Linked DNA regions of Sus scrofa: region 1 is linked to region 2. Evidence: chromatin contacts called from public Hi-C data. All regions are on one chromosome and are shown on one strand. The core of a region is the stretch at or near the end of the contact, and the rest is flanking DNA. Distances in the headings are between cores, read along the strand shown.

Evidence for each region. Hi-C and Micro-C count contacts between places; a contact is called where the count stands out from the background.
Region 1: a Hi-C map of liver shows a contact between it and region 2, with 4 times the contacts expected there. The contact joins the promoter of TM9SF4 here to the promoter of TPX2 in region 2. A contact is called at or near these places in 1 of 5 promoter capture datasets (liver) and 3 of 47 Hi-C or Micro-C datasets (heart right ventricle, liver and skeletal muscle).

The regions. Positions count from the first base shown.
Region 1 is chr17:35,762,959-35,768,467 of Sscrofa11.1, forward strand. TM9SF4 (transmembrane 9 superfamily member 4) reads left to right here and starts at 2,145. Exons shown (of 18, transcript XM_005672825.3): 1 at 2,145-2,388. The coding sequence starts at 2,374.
Region 2 is chr17:35,429,769-35,435,082 of Sscrofa11.1, forward strand. TPX2 (targeting protein for Xklp2) reads left to right here and starts at 1,503. Exons shown (of 19, transcript XM_021078098.1): 1 at 1,503-1,655; 2 at 2,088-2,225.

The DNA of each region.
Region 1 (5,509 bases), core at 895-3,394, 330 kb after region 2:
TCTGTCTGCAAACTACACCACAGCTCATGGCAACACCAGATCCTTAACCCACTGAGGCCAGAGATGGAATCCGCATCCTCATGGATACTAGTCGGGTTCATAACCCACTGAACTCCTAACTCCAGGATTCTGATATATTTATGTATGTTACCAAAGGAGACTGGGATCTGAAAGCCTTTGGGAAAAACAGAAAGTATAAGGAGAGTAAAAAGAAATACTGAGGAATAATGAGCCATTTTTGGGGGGTTTTGTTCCTTATCAATCATCTCCCTTAAGGCATCCAGAAATAATGGCAAACACCTAGGATTCAAGCTCCAGAAGTGGTTCCAAGTTTGGAGCCTATGGCTTAGTAGCTGTGACACTTCAGACAAATCCCTCCCCTAGTCTTTCAAGCTTCCTCCCCTTGAGGATTTATCTGTTCTGCTACTCTTCAGGGTGGTTGTGTGGGTCACAGGAGTTATTACATATGTGTTTCAATTATTTATTGCTGCATGAGAAACTACTCCAAAATCTAAAACAACTAGGCTCAGCTGGGCAGGTTTTTTGCTCCATGTGGCATCAGATAAGATTATGCATATGGCTGCATTCGGCTGGCAGTTCAGCTAGGGTTAGAATGTCTGTGATGATTTCATTTACATTCTAGTGCTCAGCTGGAATCTAGAGTATCTTGAGGAGTTAGCTGGGCCTCCCTCCTCCATGTGGCTCTCCAGCTGGGTAGCCAGACATCTTTAGACCCAAGATAATAGAAGCAAAAGCTGCCAAGTCTCTTCAGGCTTAGACTCAGAATTGGCAGGGTCATTTATACAACATTCTATGGGTTAAAGCAAGTGATAAGACCAGCCAGATTCAAAAGGAGGAGAAATAGCTTACTCCTTGATGGGAGAAACAGCATCCTCATGCAAAGATGAGAGGGCTTATTGGCAGCCGTCTTTGCCCACAATCCACCACAGTCATGCTCATAGGTGGGGAATCAAAGTTCAATTGACCCCCTACCAAAAGGTAGGATTAGACTAGAGTCTTACGAATAGTTTTTGCATAATGCCAAACACTGTAGCACACAGCAAATGTTCAGTAAGTGATTATTATTAACCATTATTATTTTAACAACTTCCCCTAACAGTTACAGATAGCACAGGTACTATATCCACTTCACAGTGATACATGGACCAATGATAACACCACAACTCTTTGGGTTCCCTTTTCCAGATACTGGAAACTGAGGCTTAGGAAGGTTGAGTGACCTGCCTTGAGTCATACGCTTAGGTAGCTAGCACATGGTGAAATCCACATTCAAAAATGTCTTCCCCTGGAATTCCTGCTGTGGCACAACTGAATCATCAGAGTCTGCAGTGTCAGGAGGCAGGTTTGATCCCTGGCCTGGCACAGTGGGTTAAAGAATCTGGCAGCTCAGAGCTGACCCCTAGCAGAGGAACTTCATATGCTGCAGAGCAGCCAAAAAAAAAAAGAAAAAAAAAAGTATGTGTGTGTGTGTGTGTGTGTGTGTGTGTGTATTATATATAGTCTTCCTTCACTAACTATGCTGTTTTTCCTTCATTCATTGGCATCCACCATATGCTCAAAGGAGTATACATAAGAGTATAATGAGGAGTTCCCTGGTGTCTCAGCAGGTTAAGGATTCGGCTTTATCATTGTGGCTCAGATTGCTGCTATCAAGTGTGTTTGATCCCTAGCCCCAGGAACTTCCATAGGCAGTGGGTGCGGCCAAAAAAAAAAACAAACAAAAACAAACAAACAAAAAAAACGGTATAATGACAATTAGTTATTGAATAATACTACATAACATTATGTCACTGGATCCTTACCGTAAGTCTATAATGAAGGTATTATAATAATCCCCTCTCCATTTCACAGATACGAATGAGGCAGTGAGGTTAAAGACAGCATCTTACCCACAGAGGGATTATAATCTATTGGAGAGGATATAGAATATTCAAGCAAATAATTAAAAACATAATTACAAATTATTCGGTTAATAGAGCCCTGGTACCGACCCAGTGGGGAACCTCAGGTAACCCTGGCAAAGGGTCTCCCTGCCAATAGTAAAGATGGAGCCCACAGAACAAGCGCGTTTACGCACACCGCCATTACCCACAATGCAGTGGCAGGAGGGGGAGGAGCAGGTTCTGCCAGAAGTTAATATGGTCCCCATAGTTACACCATCCTCTCTTTTCACCTAATCAGCGACCTGATTGCCCAGACCAGGCTACCGATCAGGAACTAAGCCTCCTTCGTGCCTCCACTCACCGTGACCACAGGAGCGACTGAAGCCAGGCAGCACCTCAAGGAGTTCAACTCCGTAACCAAGGAAACACCACTTCCGCTGACGTCATTACGGCGACACGTGGATCCAAGATGGCGGCGGGGATGGTGAGTGAAGGAGACTCTGGGAGCCGGAGAAGGAGCGGGGCCCTCCGGGGATCCCAGGACCCTCTGGTGTCCTATTCCTGGTCTGATCCATCTCCACGACCCCTAGCTCAGGCCTGAGAGACATTCCTGATTGGACTCGTTTATCCATAAACTCCGCCCCTTGCCCCGGCCTTTGCCCTGCACTCAGGCCTGTCAAGGCCCGAAGTTTTGGGGGAGGCACAGGGTCGGAGGAAAGGTCTTGGCTGCACCCTCCGCCAGTTCTTATTCTGACTTTGGTCCCTTCCATTATGACCTCCACTTTCCAATTTTCACATCCCAGCCCTGTCCCTTCTGAAGAGCCCCCCATTATTTCCACCTTCGCTCCTTCTCACGTCCAAACCCCGCTCTCTCCGCCACTCCGCCTCTCCACTATCCTGACTAGTACGCGGATGCGACCTCACTTCTGTCCAGCCTCCCAGCCCAAGCCATGTCCTCACTACTACCCTCGACTGTTCCCACCGCGCACCTGTAACGCCTGCCAGTGCCCCGAAGCATGCTTTTACCCGCCCCCCATGCATTCTCCATCCCCACATCCATCCCTAATCATTTATCCTGCCTTTTCTCAACTCCCTGCCTCTCTCCTGGGGAGCTTTTATCCCACTGGTTCTCAACTTTACTGTGCGTAAGACTGGGCGGCGGGGGGGGGAGGGGTGATGGGGGAGACTTGTTAAAAATGCAGTTTCCAAAGATTCTAATTCGTAAGGCTAGGTGATGCCCAGGAATCTGCACTTTTATAAGACTCCAGTGATTATGATGGTCTGTAATTTTGTTTTGAAAAGCACTATACCAGCCCCGCGTGGCTCCATCACCTACCTATGCTCCTACAGGGCCACACAGCTCATTAGGATGAAGCCTGTGTGAGGATAAGGGTGTATGGACAAGCTGTACAAGGAAAGTGGGTCAGGACTTGCTGGCTCCTGGTGCAGAACGCTGGAAGTAGATCTATGAAGGACTAGCCCAGTCTCCTTACAGAAACTCGGCTGATGTTCTGTTTGTCAAGAAACCAGAACTAGGGAGTTCCCATTATGGCACAGTGGAAACGAATCTGACTAGTATCCATCAGGATGCGGGTTCGATCCCTGGCCTTGCTCAGTGGGTCAGGGATCCGGTCGCAGACTTGGCTCAGCTCCTGAGTTGCTGTGGTGTAGGCCGGTAGCTGCAGCTCCGATTTGACCCCTAGCCTGGGAACTTCCATATGCCGCAAGTGTGGCCCTAAAAAAGCAAAAAAAAAAAAAAAAAAAAAAAGAAGGAAAGAAACCAGAACCAAAACTGAAGTCACTTAGTCCAAACTAGTTTTCTAGGTGTGCCTGTATGTTGCTTCCTCAGCAGGTAATTTCATCCTGTGAGTGCTTGCAAAGGACATTTGACTTTAGCAAAGGAAAATTCTTTTTTAATTCTTTGGTTTGATTTTCTCCAAACAGGTGTAGGTTATCAGCTGATAACAAGTTCCCCTCCAGCTAACCAACTGATAAATTATCTTTTTTTTATTTAATGAGGGATTCATTATTTAGAACCTCAGGGGTCAGCCAGAAGACTTAATAGCCTTGCTGTGGTTTTAGACTTCAGTCTGTTATCACAGTGGGGAAAGACCCCAAAAGTGGCATGTTGAAACCCATTTTTTTTCCTGGACCACATTCTGGACAAGGATGGTGTAAGAACTTAACAGGAAAGTCACACCCTCTTTTGCCATAGGGAAAAAGTTCAATAAAGTGACATTTACAGCATTGCACTGGGAAATTCTTGCCCTGTTCAAAAGTTTTTAAGAGGTAATAAGTTAGCGATACGTATTTCTGGTACTCGTTTATTTAATCAACAAATATTTGAGTGCCTGCTCTGTGCCAAGACCTAGGGATGTACTGGTAAATTAGAGGGTCAAGGTCCCTACCCTTGAGCTTTTCTAGTCTGCAGACAGTCAGTGAGTAACTAAACAAATAAACCAGCAAGGTAATGTCAGATAGTGGTAAGTGCTATGAAGACAGCAAAGTGAAGTGATGGTGATTGGGGGTGACAAGGTGATGCAACTGCTTTGGATTAAGTGGTTAGAGTTCTCTTCTCAGAGAAAGTGACATGAGTTGAGAGCTGATTGACAAGAAACCAGCATTGCAAAGAGTGTTCCAGGCAAAGGAGATGGCAAGTGTCAAGGACCAAGGGGGGAAGGGGGGAGTTCCCGTTGTGGCACAGTTGAAACACCAATCTGACTAGTAACCGTGAGGGCACGGGTTCCATCCCTGGCCTTGCTCAGTGGATTAAGGATCTGGTGTGGCTGTGGCTGTGGTGTAGACTGGCAGTTACAGCTCCGATTCAGCCCCTAGCCTGGAAACTTACATATGCCATTGGTGCAGCCCTAAAAAGAAAAAGGAAAAAAAAAACTGGAAAAGTGTAAGTTTGAGGAACACAGAAGGCTAGAGTGGCTGAAACATGGTGGGGGTGGGGTTGGGGGTGGGGGCCAGAGGGTGATAGGAGACAGAATTGGAAAGAGGCAGGAGGAGCAGTGTTTCTAGAAGCATGCCTGTATTTGCTATAGTCCACAGTTTGTGGACTGCGTTTTCAAAGACTTCTATTCAGGTGCTTCTCCATCCCAGCTTCTCCAGAACATTCCATGAAGGGAGCTAGCTTATTCTCAGCCTGCAGAGAAACCATGGAAAGGAGTTTGAATCTTATTCTAAGCACAGAGTGGAAAGCACAGTGATTTAGTGTTTGTCACCTGGAAGCACCTGTGCTTTCATGGTGAATACCGTAACTCATTTCAAGAAACAGGATGTAATGTATACAGTGACCCACAGAGGCCAGTTTAAAGAGTGTCCGTGAGAAACTTCGTATTTGATGCAATAGTGAGAAGGTGTGGAAGCAAGTTTATTACAGGCGGATATGTGTGACAGGCAGAGTGGGCAGATAGACTTGAGTTTGGTCTGTGTTTAGCACTTTATTACACGGAAGTCGTAACAGCTTATACACAGAGATTATTTCCTGACCGTTGGAGATGAAAGTGTGTGGATCTGCTTTGGGGTGTCTGGGTTTCTGAGGCAAGTTGTAGGACCAAAGAGGAACTGAGCTAATAGGTTAGGTGGCCGTGGGAACATGT
Region 2 (5,314 bases), core at 253-2,752:
GCACATGGAAGTTCCCAGGCCAGGGATTGAACCCAAACCTCAGCTATGATTTGCCATAGCTGCAGCAATGCTGGATCCTTAACCCACTGGGCTGGGCTGGGGGGCTTGTAATGGAGTCCCCACACCCCAGAGACAAGCAGGATCTTTAACCTGCTGTGCCACTGTGGGAACAGCAATACTTTAAAAATTACTATAATCTCATATATTAATATTTATGAGATCTGGTATGGCAATTTCTATTATGTTTTCAAAATTCAGATGCTCTTTCTCTTCCACATGAATTTTAGAATCAACTTGGCAAATTCCATGACAAAACCTATCAGGATTTTCATTGGAATTGCCTTGAACTTTTTTGGGGGTCGGGGGGTGTGCCCAGGGCATGAGGAAATTCCCAGGCCAGGGATCCACCCCAGACACAGCAATGAGAACGTGGAATCCTTAACCACTAGGCCACCAAGAAACTTTGTGCCTTGAACTTTTAACATGGAAAATTTACAGTATTATATATATCCCCATCTATTAATAAGGTATATACCCTTATTTAATTATTTTTATAGTTACTCAACGAAGTTTTCCCTTTAGAAAAATCTACTGTGAAGATCTTAGGTATATTTTTCAAAACTTTGTAGCCTTTCTTGTTATATGTGTTTATTTTGGCCTCCCACGCGGCAAATGGAGTTGCCTGGCCAGGAATAAGATCCTAGCCAAAGCAGCACTTGCGGCAAAATCACAATTCCTGACCCTGAACCCACTGTGCCCAACCGGGGATCCAATATCAGTCCCAGCGCTCTCAAGAGACCAATGATCCCACTGCACTACAGAGGAAACTGCTTTTGTTATTACGAACGTTCATCTTCTTGTTCTGTCCTTGCTATTATCCTCTAATTGACTACTGATGATGTATAGGACCAGACATTCTTAATTCAAATCCCATCTCCTCCACTTAAAAAATATGACTTTTGATGTTTATTCAACTTCTCTGGGCCTTTGTTTTCTCTTCTACAATACGACAGTAAAAAAGCTAAGGATGTAGATGGAATTAAAAGGGGAGGACCAAGCACCGCCAAATCACCGCTTTAGCCAGTAATATCAGGGCGTGGACTGGATAAAGAGTTCGAGAGACTCCACACTTGGCAGAGACTCCGGGGGCGAGTCTATATTGCATGCAGAGGACTCGATGTTAAAACGAAGTGAATTCTCGTGAATATTCAAAGCACTATGCATAACTACAGGGAGAATAATAAAAAAAAATGAGAAATTCTCTTCCGTGAATGTTTTGGGGAGGTCCAGGACGCACGCCGTTCTGTTACCTAAATTCGACCTCCACCTCTTCAGTTGGTAGTACCATCTTTCCCAAAGAGTTTGGAGCGAAGCATTCTGGGCTTTGTAGTAATTTCTTCTTTGGAATTATCCCTACCGACTCAGGCTCTTGTACTACATTTCCCAGAAGCCTCTGGGGCCGGTTGTTTGCTCGTCCCTCAGGCTGACTTCCGGCGCCGCTGAGATCTCTCGGGCCAATCGGGAGGCTGGGCTAGCCGGATCCTGGCTCTCTGATTGGTGCGTTTGACTGGAGAGTCTGGGTTCAAATTTTCAACGGTACTGAATGAATCCCGCGGCGGGTTTTCTGGGCGGTCGGTTGTCAGCGCCGAGGTGAGGTGAGCCGTGGGGAGAAAAGGGGAGCACCCAGGGCTCAGGGCAGGCTTCTCCCTGATTTCGAGCTTCTGGAGGTCGCCTCCCAGCGCTGCCTTGAGGGCCTGGCTTCTGGGAAAGTGTGCTGCAGGGGCGCCGTTCTGTCCTGCGTAGCGGGAGCCGGGCTTCCGGCCACCCTTCTCTTGGTAATAGGATTTCCCCGTGAAGTCCGTCCGGATCGGGTCTAGCGAGCTGTGTCTTCAGGTAGAGGCAGAGGCCGGCTTGGGAAATAGGTGGAAGGAGGAGTTGGGGGAGACTATGGGCTAAGGATAACGGTAACGACAATTATATTACCCAGCACACATGAAACAGGCGTTTATTGGACTAAGCACTGTTTTCTCATTTAATTTTCACCCAAAGCCGGTGAAGTTAGTGCTATTCTTATCCTTCTTTTATAGGGAGTAAACTGAGGCCTGTAATCTAGAAACATTTTGAGAAAAGGGTGATAAACTGTAGCCCCGCCCTCAAGAAGGCATTTAGCGGAGGAAAACAGCCACAGACAACTGCATTTCAGAACAACTGTGTAAGTTGGAAAGGTAAATGAGGTGGTGTGAGAACATAATTGAGGGCAAGTTTAATTCCACTTGGAGTTGTCTTTCTGTTGGGGGATTTAAAATTCATTGTTTTATCCCTGTCTGCCCAGCCCTTCCTCTTTGTGTGGAACCACTAGTTACTATTGCCTTTCTAATTTCCTATCCTAAAACATGTAGAGATTGAAGAGGGAAGGAAAAGTGAACCAGGCTATAATATTGTGGGATTGTTTTTTTTCTCCTGTTCTCTTTTTTTCCTTTTGTTCGCCCCCGGCAGCATATGTGCCACAGTTGGAACCCTTCCCTGGTTTCTAGATACATGGTTTCTTTTCTCACGACTTTCTAATATTCAAGTACCAAGCATTTCCTGCCAATCAGTCCTGCTTGGGACAAGACAGCATCTGAGTGCTCTACTGATTTCGCTTTATTTATTTATTTATTTTTTAAACTTATTATTATTTTGTCTTTTTAGGGCCAAACGAGGGGCATATGGAAGTTCCCAGGCTAGGGGGTCAAATAGGAGCTGTAAGCTCCTGGCCTATGCCGCAGTTCATGGCAATGCTGTATCCTTACTCACTGAGCAAGGCCAGGAATCAAACCCATACCCTCATGGATACTACTTGGGTTTGTTACTCCTGGGCCATAACAGGAACTCTCTGATTTTGCTTTAAGATCATTGCTTGGATTTCTCCCTGGTTCAGCCTTACCTTATCTTGCCATCCTATGGCCTGTCTTTGAATTTGTCTCACTCATCAGATGTCAACATTTGAACTATTTTCTGTGTTACTAAGGATATTTTTATGTTGTGATCTCAGTATATCACACCCCCTGTCCTGCTATCCCTAAATCAAACTTGGTTGTTTTGGAGTCATACTGTGAGTGTGTCTGTTCAGCATTAAGTTGTCACTCTTGGTTTCAAAATTATTGTGGTTCCCAGCTCACTCAGGTAATTAATTGACCTTTGAGGGTTGTACTCTGTGCTCAGATTGGTACTAGATGCTGTGCATATACAGATATGAGGTTTCTGCTATGCTTCAGGACAAAAGTCTGAATCAAATTGACAAGTGACAATTAGCACAAAACAGCATCTGAGTGCTCTGTTGTTTTGTACTGTAAGTGCCCTGGCAATTTAGAGGTGAGGGAGATCAAGGAGTCTTAAAAGGGACAAGGGTGAGCGTTCCCCGTTAGCTCAGTCTTAACCAGCATTGTCACTGCTGTGGCTCAGGTTCAATCCCTGGTCCAGGATCTTGTGCATGTCTCAGGCACAGCTAAGAAAAGACACACACAAAAAACAAAAAGCAACCCAAAAAACACCCCAAAACAGGCAGGAGTGGCTTTGGGAAGCAGGTAGGACACAAACTACTCTTGATAAAGTGAATTTAGTTAGAACTGAACTAGAACCATCTTGGTGCATGAAAATCTCTCATTCAATATCTGTTGAATTAGAAAGGCAAGAAGGCTTTATTTAAATTGACTACACAATTTCATATATGTGAAACTGAATTTATTGAAATAGGACGGCAAATTTGTTTAAACTTTCAAATTATTTATTTTAATTTTTTTCTTGTCCATCTCTTATTGATTTATTTATTTATATTTTTTCCACTGTATAGCATGAGGACCAAGTTACACATACATGTATACATAATTTTTCCTCCCATTGTTGTGTTTCGATGTAAGTATCTAGACATAGTTTTCAGTGCTACACAGTAGGATCTCATTGTAAAATTTCAAATTATTTAAATAAAACAGTTATTTTGGCCAGCCTTGTACTTAAGTCTATGTAGTCTAACCTTAGTAAAGTTAATTTATCCTGCAGCTGCAATTAAGCTTCTTCAGGAGACAGGATTATGTGGGAAGCTTCTTCATTTCTTGTTTAGGTACCAGAATAGGTTCAGCATTCTCCTATATTCCCTATATATTTTTTTCTTCATCCTTTCCTGGGTCTCTTCTCTAATTCTTTTTGGATTACTGGAGAAGAAAGCAGGTGGAGAGATTTAAATGTTCTTTGGCAAACTGAAACTGAATTTTCTTTGCCATGGGTAAAGTTAGGAAGCAGAATTGACTATAGGGAGATTGAACAGCCCAGTCAGTTCTGTGAATACATCTGTGTTTGAGACAGATCAGCAGCCCAAGGTACTTTGTGAAAAAAGTATAGATAACTGAGAGGGGTTCTGTTTTTGTCCAAGTTTTGGAGAAACTTGATTGGGGGAAGTTAAAGGTTATTGAGAGGGGTATAACATTTTTTGTAGGCACTTAGTTTAAAAATTTTTTATAAATTGCCATTTCTACTTTTTTATTTTTTACTTTTTATTTTTTTAAGGGCTGCACCCACTGCATATGAAAGTTCCAGGCTAGGGGTCAAATCGGAGCTGTACCTGCTGGCCTACACCACAGCCGCAGAACGCCAGATCCAAACTGAGTTTGCAACCTGCACCACAGTTGACGGCAATGCCAGATCCTTAACCCACTGAGTGAGGCCAGGGATTGAACCTGCATCCTTATGAACAATAGTTGGGTTTGTTACCACTGAGCCACAACAAGAACTCCCTTTTTTCCCCCTCGCTCTGCTTTTTTAAATTAAAAAAGGTAATAAAAGTTTTTTCATATTTTGAGTGTGCCTGCTATTTTTCCAGATGTTTGAATCGAATGGCAGTACACACTACCACCCATTGGTGTCATTGTTCGTAAATTGCAGGTTTTGGAAAGGTTGCTTTGAAGTGGGAGTGTGTAAGAGTTCCTGTTGTGGCTCAATGGGTTAAGAACCTGACTAATATCCATGAGGATTTGGGTTCCATCCCTGGCCTCGCTCAGTGCGTTAAAGGATCCAGTGCCCTGAGCTGTGGTGTAGGTTGCAGACTCGGCTTGGATCTGGTGTTGGTGTGGCTGTGGCAGAGGCTTGCAGCTGCAGCTCCAATTTTACCTCTAGCCCAGGAAATCGTATATGCCGCCGGGTTCAGCCCTAAAAAAAAAAAATAAAGTGGGAGTATATAATATCAAGGACATGAGGAGATAGCAAACGTACACTGTAAAAATTTAGGAATACTTTTGAAACAATCTGTTAAGAAGTTTGTCATTTGGGGGGAATCCATACT